Linked DNA regions of Zea mays: region 2 is linked to region 1. The links are chromatin contacts, called in public Hi-C maps. All regions are on one chromosome and are shown on one strand. Each heading gives the region's core, a stretch centred on a gene start, on an enhancer-like site or on the middle of the called end of the contact. The rest is flanking DNA. Distances are from core to core; before and after follow the strand shown.

What was found. Hi-C and Micro-C count contacts between places; a contact is called where the count stands out from the background.
Region 2: a Hi-C map of bundle sheath shows a contact between it and region 1, with 2.8 times the contacts expected there. The contact joins the promoter of LOC542583 here to the promoter of LOC109946031 in region 1. A contact is called at or near these places in 2 of 25 Hi-C or Micro-C datasets (bundle sheath and ear).

What each region holds. Positions count from the first base shown.
Region 1 is chr4:87,110,544-87,114,739 of Zm-B73-REFERENCE-NAM-5.0, forward strand. LOC109946031 (cinnamoyl-CoA reductase 1) reads left to right here and starts at 1,992. Exons shown (of 5, transcript XM_020552572.1): 1 at 1,992-2,305; 2 at 2,447-2,601; 3 at 2,752-2,940; 4 at 3,151-3,506. The coding sequence starts at 2,110. LOC109945764 (probable LRR receptor-like serine/threonine-protein kinase At3g47570) reads left to right here. Exons shown (of 2, transcript XM_020552114.1): 2 at 1,721-1,767. The coding sequence ends at 1,767.
Region 2 is chr4:87,421,296-87,425,288 of Zm-B73-REFERENCE-NAM-5.0, forward strand. LOC542583 (glyceraldehyde-3-phosphate deHaseN1) reads right to left here and starts at 2,516. Exons shown (of 9, transcript NM_001112119.2): 1 at 1,998-2,516; 2 at 1,312-1,505; 3 at 1,090-1,218. The coding sequence starts at 2,148. LOC103653482 (a long non-coding RNA gene) reads left to right here and starts at 1,158. Exons shown (of 2, transcript XR_565513.3): 1 at 1,158-1,538.

The sequences.
Region 1 (4,196 bases), core at 742-3,241:
ACAATGGGGGTGTAGCAGAGTGCTACGTGTCTAGCGGAGGGAGAGCTAGCGCCCTAAGTACATGCCAATGTGGCAGCCGGAGAGATCTTGGCACCCTGCTGGCGTGATGTCGTGGCTGTCGGAGGAGCAACGGAGCCTGGCGGAGGGACAGCTGTCGGAGCGGTCGAGTCCTTGCTGACGTCCCCCTGCTTCCGTAAGAGAGCTGAGAGCCGCCGTCGTCACAGAGCTTGTGGGGCGCCATCATTGCCCATCTGGCGGAGCTAGCCAGAGGGGACATCGGTCTTGTTCTTCGTGACCCGAGTCGGCTCGGGGTAGGATGATGATGGCGCTTCCCGTTGACGTGGCGGGCCTGTGCCCTAGGTCGGGCGACGTGGGGGCTCCTCCGAAGCCGAGGTCGAATCTGTCTTCCGTGGCCGAGGCCGAGCCCGAGCCCCTGGGTCGGGCGAGGCGGAGGTCGTTCGGCAGAGGCCAGGGCGGAGTCCGAGCCCTGGGGTCGGGCGAAGCGGAGTTCGTCGTCTTCCGGGTCTCAGCCCGAGTCCGAGCTCTGGGGTCGGGCGGAGCGGAGTTCGTCGTCTTCCGGGTCTTAGCCCGAGTCCGAGCCCTGGGGTCGGGCGGAGCGGAGTTCGCCGTCTTCCGGGTCTTAGCCCGAGTCCGAGCCCTGGGGTCGGGCGGAGCGGAGTTCGCCGTCTTCCGGGCCTTAGCCCGAGTCCGAGCCCTGGGGTCGGGCGGAGCGAAGTTCGCTGTCTTCCGGGTCTTAGCCCGAGTCCGAGCCCTGGGTCGGGCGGAGCGGAGCTTCCTATGGCGCCTTTGGCAAGGCCTGACTGCCTGTCAGACTCACTCTGTCGAGTGGCACTGCAGTCGGAGTGGCGCAGGCGGCGCTGTCCTTCTGTCAGACCGGTCAGTGGTGCGGCGGAGTGACGGCGGTCACTTCGGCACTGCCGGGGGGCGCGCGTCAGGATAAAGGTGTCAGGCCACCTTTGCGTTAAATGCTCCTGCAACTCGGTCAGTCGGTGCGGCGATTTAGTCAGGGTTGCTTCTTAGCGAAGCCAAGGCCTCGGGCGAGCCGGAGATGCGTCCGCCGTTAAAAGGGGGGCCTCGGGCGAGACGGAAGTCCCTCGAGGTCGGCTGCCCTTGGCCGAGGCTAGGCTCGGGCGAAGCGTGATCGAGTCACTCGTATGGACTGATCCCTGACTTAATCGCACCCATCAGGCCTCTGCAGCTTTATGCTGATGGGGGTTACCAGCTGAGAATTGGGCGTCTTGAGGGTACCCCTAATTATGGTCCCCGACAACGATTGACCCCACCCGCAGCAGCAATAACACAACTAAAACGTTATCCGAAGAACCTGCAGGTGGGATCAATCCTTATTTTTTGTGAGGTGCTACGAACATTCTAATTTGCAGTCTGCTGCATTAAATGTTTTTCCTAGATTTGGCACAGGGCCTCAAATTTCTCTGGCCCGACCCTGCTAACAATATACTCTATTATTAAACTTGCTCTAAGTAATTAAGGACGACCTGCATGCGAAGCCGCCGGGCTCTGGAGTAGACGACTGATCATGACCCGCAGCCGGTCGGCACAGTGTAACGGGTAAACGAGAACCCTCACATACAGGTGTACTGGTGTAGTACGTACGTCAGCCCCACGACGACGCACGTTGCGCGGCGAGAGTCTCTCCCGGTTCTCAGTTTACACACGCGTACTGTACCTGTACTGGCAGCAGCAGCACCCAACCTCCCAACGTACGCGTACATTACGTTTGCGTGATGTAATGTACGTACGTCGTGGAAGACGGCTGGGGGCCGAGTTGCCTCACCTAACCCGCGGTCACGATCGTATGTGTCGCTGTCTCTCAGTCGTCGTCCTGGCCTGCTTGCTACCCGTCACTCACACGCGCATCGGCATCAGCATCGGCATTTCTCCTATAGCTTCGTTCGTTCACGACGACACCGCCAGGTAATATATATACTGGCTAGCTAGCTAGCTTTCGTGACGAAACTAGCCAGCCAGCTAAAGGAGGGTCATAACAAGAGAAGGACGGGCGAGAGCGAGCTAGAAGAGCACAACTAGTCTTCTTATCATCGTCGTCGTCGGCACACACGCCACAGGATGACCGTCGTCGTCGACGCCGTCGTCCCCACCGATGCGGCCGGCGCCCCTGCTGCTGCGGCCGCGGCACCGGCGGTGCGGCCGGGGAACGGGCAGACCGTGTGCGTCACCGGCGCGGCCGGCTACATCGCCTCGTGGCTGGTCAAGCTGCTGCTCGAGAAGGGGTACACTGTCAAGGGCACCGTCAGGAACCCAGGCACGTAGGCCTTTTAATCTGGTGTATATATATGCATTTATACATACATATACGACGACGACGACGCGAGCTGAGCGTGGCAGGGATTAACAACGTTTGTGTCATTGGTCGCCATATGCATGCACATGGTGGCACTGGCAGATGACCCGAAGAGCGCGCACCTCAAGGCGCTGGACGGCGCCGCCGAGCGGCTGGTCCTCTGCAAGGCCGACCTGCTGGACTACGACGCCATCCGCCGAGCCGTGCACGGCTGCCAGGGCGTCTTCCACACCGCCTCCCCCGTCACCGACGACCCGGTGAGCTAGTGCATGGCTGCTCCGATGACCCCCGGCCCCTTTTTGTCGCTAGCTGTGCCACCGTGTGACCTACGCACGCACGCACGCACACATCATCGGATCGACTAACCACTAACCGACGATGCGTCATGCATGCATGCATGCATGCAGGAGCAAATGGTGGAGCCGGCGGTGCGCGGCACACAGTACGTGGTCAACGCGGCGGCGGAGGCCGGCACGGTGCGGCGGGTGGTGTTCACGTCCTCCATCGGCGCGGTCACCATGGACCCCGGCCGCGGGCCCGACGTCGTTGTCGACGAGTCGTGCTGGAGCGACCTCGAGTTCTGCAAGAGAACGAGGGTGAGTGGGCCGGCCCTAGTAGCTTTCGTCTTCTCACGTACTACTACGCAACAACTGCGTTGCGTCACCGTGGCGACGACGACACACCATTAGTATTAGTATTATTGTTGTTATTCTTCTTCACTGGACACAGTTTCACCTGCCCACATCTCTCATCCGGCCACGCACGCACGACGAGAGAGGATATGATGCTAATATATACGCATGCAGAACTGGTACTGCTACGGCAAGGCGGTGGCGGAGCAGGCGGCGCGGGACTTGTGCCGGCAGCGCGGGCTGGAGCTGGCGGTGGTGAACCCGGTGCTGGTGGTGGGCCCGCTGCTGCAGCCGGCGGTGAACGCCAGCATCGGGCACGTGCTCAAGTACCTGGACGGCTCCGCCCGCACCTTCGCCAACGCTGTGCAGGCGTACGTGGACGTGCGCGACGTGGCCGACGCGCACCTCCGCGTCTTCGAGAGCCCCCGCGCGTCCGGCGGCCGCTACCTCTGCGCCGAGTCCGTCCTCCACCGCGAGGACGTCGTCCGCATCCTCGCCAAGCTCTTCCCCGAGTACCCCGTACCCACAAGGTATAGCTAGCTACAGGGCATCTCGAACGGTACCTCAAAATAAAATAGGATTCAACTTATACAAAAAACATACATACGCGTCTCCGATATTATCTTAAACGTGTGTTCTATTGTAGACTCTTGACCCCTAAATTAAAACAGCTCCAGCAATAATCTATTTTACACATATATTCTTATCAAACAATATAGGCATTATAATAGAAAGTGACCCAAATATACATACATACCGGATTAATGTCATATTCTTATTTTCTACATGATCATCAACCTTTTTTAAATAATATAGTTTATTTCCATAGACATGCTTATTTATAGTTTAACACAGTTGGAATTGAATTTATATTTAGTAGTATCCTAAACACTTTAAAATATAGCGAGTAGTATTTTGATTTGCGGGACACTATTTTATGGCACATGCATGGTTGAAATAATGCTCTTATATATATGTGTGTCTTCATGACCTAGCTAGCTAATACTAATGTCCATCCGACCATCCGTCCGTTCCTCGATCGGCCTCTCTGTGCTTGTACCGGCCGACCACATTTTTGTTAATGGCACACGCGTCTAATTCCGCACGTATATACTAATGAATGCGCATAAATTATACCGCCACATTTTTTTTGTTGATGGCATTTAGCGGTTGGCATGTCCATCCCAAGCCTATCTCAGGTCAGCTAGCTAACAATAACA
Region 2 (3,993 bases), core at 1,266-3,765, 310 kb after region 1:
CGTATTGAAATTGTAAATAAACCTTGCTACCAAAGAGATAACAGACCCTAACTGGTTTATTTACTTCCGCGGGACTAGCAAATATATACAACAATACAATGCTATTGAATGATCATATCCAAGACAAGATTTTGCAAATTAGCAGCAACCAACCATTTTTCAGAATTCACCAGAATCCTAGCTTGAGGCATAACACTAAGGGTGTGTTTGGTTTGACTTTTGGCTTTAGCTTCTGCCCCCTAAAAGCCAAAAGTCAAGCCAAAGGACAAGATACAGAAAGCAGCATTTTCTAAAAGCCGACTTTCTCGTAGTGCAAAACTAAAAGCACATCTAGACCTGCTTTTAGCAGCTTTCAGATGGAACTGTGAAAATATATATATTCAGCGGCTTTTAGTGGTTTCCATCGAACAGTTTTTAGTTTTTTAGCAGTTCACAGTCACAACAGTTTTTTTCACAACTCACAGCCCACGACAGCTTTTTTCGCAGCCACAGCCCAACCAACAGACCCTAAGCCTCGCTGGTTGGATGCTATGCTTTCTTCGAGTTATGGTTGCACCTGGCCAATTCCAGCCAATTTGGCATAGGAACAGTCGAGTCAGGCAGATCCATGCCCTTGTTGAGTTTGATCCAGACACAATATCATTAGCGCATGAAAAATACAATGGACAACTGAGCAATAGTTTATACTAGGACAGAATCATAGAAATACGCAACCTGAGCAGTCACAGCATGGCAATGACATCAGAAAAGAAAAGGCAAAACAAAGCAAAAGGAAACAGCAAGACATGCCAACAGCATAAATGGTCCATACTCCTCTGCATGTCAAAAAAAAAAAACTGAGAGATAAGGAGCTGCCTATTTTATGGCCTATCCTTATAGATGAATTTTAAACTTAATTGCCCATCCTCCAACTTCTATCATTTCATCCTCCATTAGTCAGGATGGAGTGGTCCATCAATTAATGTCGTAGACGTTCAACTAGCTTATTTCTATCAGCATTTCTGGATAAGTTACGATACACAAACAATGTTGCAGTGAAAAATCAGTGGAGCATATACAGCAAACACGAGTACTGCAACGTAGATATACCTTGGAGCTCAGACAGTACTTGTTTCGTTCATTACCAGGGAAGCTATCCGAAACAAGCAGCTTGCCCTCCCCGAGTATCCGCACACCCTCCTCAGCTGTGTACGACACCAAATCCCCAGACCGGACAACCTATGAAAACGCAACAAGACATTTTGTCCGTTAAGCCCAACTGAAGAACCAAAGCAAAACACTCTAACAGGAATGACTTCAGCTGCTAGTGACCTCAGAAACGGCATCCTTGGCCGGCTTGGCTATCTCCTTGACAAGGCACTCGGCGATGGGGGCCTTGTGCTCCTTGAGGATCGCGGCCGCCTTGTGGAGGAGCTCCGCACGCTTCCACAGCGGCGTCCGGGCCCATGCCTTCTGCGCGACCTTGGCCGCGTCCATCGCCTTGTTCACCTCCTCCTGCGTGCATGCTGGACACACAGGGGATCCGGACCGTCAGAAAAGTAAGTCGTTCCCCTTTTGCAGTCCACTGCAAGCACTGAATCTATCACTAGCAAAAGGCCTACGGACTTCGATCACTTCGACTTCGAGAGATGGTTAGTTGGAGAAATATTCTTGGAGAGTGGTTAAATTTGGGCTAGTGAAATTATAAGCATCAAAAGCGAGACTATTTGGGGGCGCTAGTCAAGAGGCATTGTCAGGGACGGTCAGCATAATTAAGGAAAGTGATAGCGCAGGTAGGCATTAATTGGTGGCACTTCTAAGTTTTTACCTTAACACCACAATTACACCACAATCCACCTTTAACACACGTGGATTGTGATCGAGTACTCAAACAAAGTAATAAGCGTATTTTTCCCCCGGACAAGGGGACAGCACTAGCAGTCGCTCCCGAGGCCCTTGGTGCCCATAGGGGCGCACGCTAAGGAAGGGAGAACAGAGGCAGAGGCGAGAGCCCGCACCTTGCACCCTGTACTGCGTCTTGCGGGTGGTGGGGTTGACGATGGCGACGGACTTGCCGGAGGCGGAGCTGCGCCACTCCCCGTCGGCGTAGTACCTGTACACCTCGCTGTCCAGGATCTCCGCGAACACCCCCGTCCCCGCCAGCGCCATGGCTACCGACACCGACGGAGCGAGCGCGCGGACGTGTGGTGCAAAGCCGATCGACGGACAGTGCAGCCGTACAGGTGGTACAGCCGCAGTGGGTAGTGGCCGTGAGGGCTGCTGAGGGAGGTGGAGTGGTTAGGGGGTGTGATGGGTGCGCGAGTGGCGGAGCGGAGGCCGGGGCCGGGGTTAAATAAGAGAGCGGCGCGTGGCTGGGGAGCGGACCCACCGAGGCCGGGTGAAGGGAGACGGAGGGAGGAGGAAGACGACGGAAACGGACGAGGTTTTCGTCTGCACCCTGCGGGTTTTTTACTCACGCTGCTTCTTCTGCGAGGCGAGGCGAGGCTTCAGCAGACTCGATCGGCCCCGCGATCGGTGTGGGTGGGACTGCGGGAGTTGGGTGACAAGTACCGGACCGGAGTAGGCTGCCGCGGACCAGACTCGATCGGCCCCGCGATCGGTGTGGGTGGGACTGCGGGAGTTGGGTGACAAGTACCGGACCGGAGTAGGCTGCCGCGGACCACGGGCACTGTGTGGCTGGCGTTCCCAGCAGCGCTAGAGGTGACGCGGCACACTTGGGCGAGTAGGGCTCTCCTCGGCGGCTTTGCAGCGTCAGACTATCACGCCAACGGTACCGCCTGCCGGCAAAGCTGTCCCATTTTTTTTTATTCGAGTGTGTACAGCGACATCTACTTGCTCCAGTGTTTTCGGAGATGATTGGAGAAAATATAATAATAGAGCTGTAAACATGTTAAATACTGAGACGGAAGTAAGAAGAGGAGAAACGAGAAGCTAACCGTAAACGTCGTTTTAGACATAACCAGTGACATATTTAAGATTTAATAAAGATCTATACCAGTTTTACTATGACAATAGATAATTATAACTAGTACAATACTCGTTGCGACGGCGTATAATCATATTTAATATTCATAAAAATAAATTTAATATTAAAGTGTAATATCCACATATCAGATATTAAACCGACAAAAACACCTTATCTTAGCCAAAAGTACGATAAAAGTACGAGTTGAAAAGGAGGCCGATCCATTTTCTTATTGCACACAGGGTCGCTCTTACTCCTTCAGCTAGTAAGGTGGTACTATATGGGAGCGTTACGCTCCATGTGGCTTCCTGACGTGTTAGGTGTTGGTGCCGATACGGGCGCCAGACACTGGAACTGACCGCCTAGCGGTGCTCTATGCGGAGGCGCGGACGGTCCGCAGCACAGGGCCGGACGGTCCGTAACCTAGCGCGGGAGCGACTCCTCCTCTGCGTACGTCTGGACGGTCCGCGCCTGTGGCTCGGACGTTCCGCGATGGCGCAAAGGGTCTTCTTTACAGCAGACCTAGATCTTGCCTTCCGGGAGGAACCCCGTCGGGGTGGAGAGATTCTAAAAGTCGCCTAGAGGGGTGAATAGGCGAAACCTGAAATTTATAACTTTAAACACACACTACAAGCCGAGGTTAGCGTTAGAATTAAATTCAAGTCCAAAAGAATATCTCTCTTGCTAGGAGTTGCTCACGGATTGCGGATAACGTATGGGAGCCAACTCAAATTCACACTAGCAAGGAAACGCTAAAGAGGGGAAAACAAATCAAATAAGAATCAAGACGAGTGAACACGATGATTTGTTTTACCGAGGTTCGGTTCCAAAGAACCTAGTCCCTGTTGAGGAGGTCACAAAGACCGGGTCTATTTCAACCATTTCCCTCTCTCAAACAGTCACCTAGATCGAGTGAGTCTTTCCCTTAATCACACGGGTCACTAAGACCCCGCAAGTACCACCACACTCTTAGGTCTCTCTTGCTTTGCTTACAAGCACTTAGAAAAGAAGTGAGGAAGGAAGAAAGG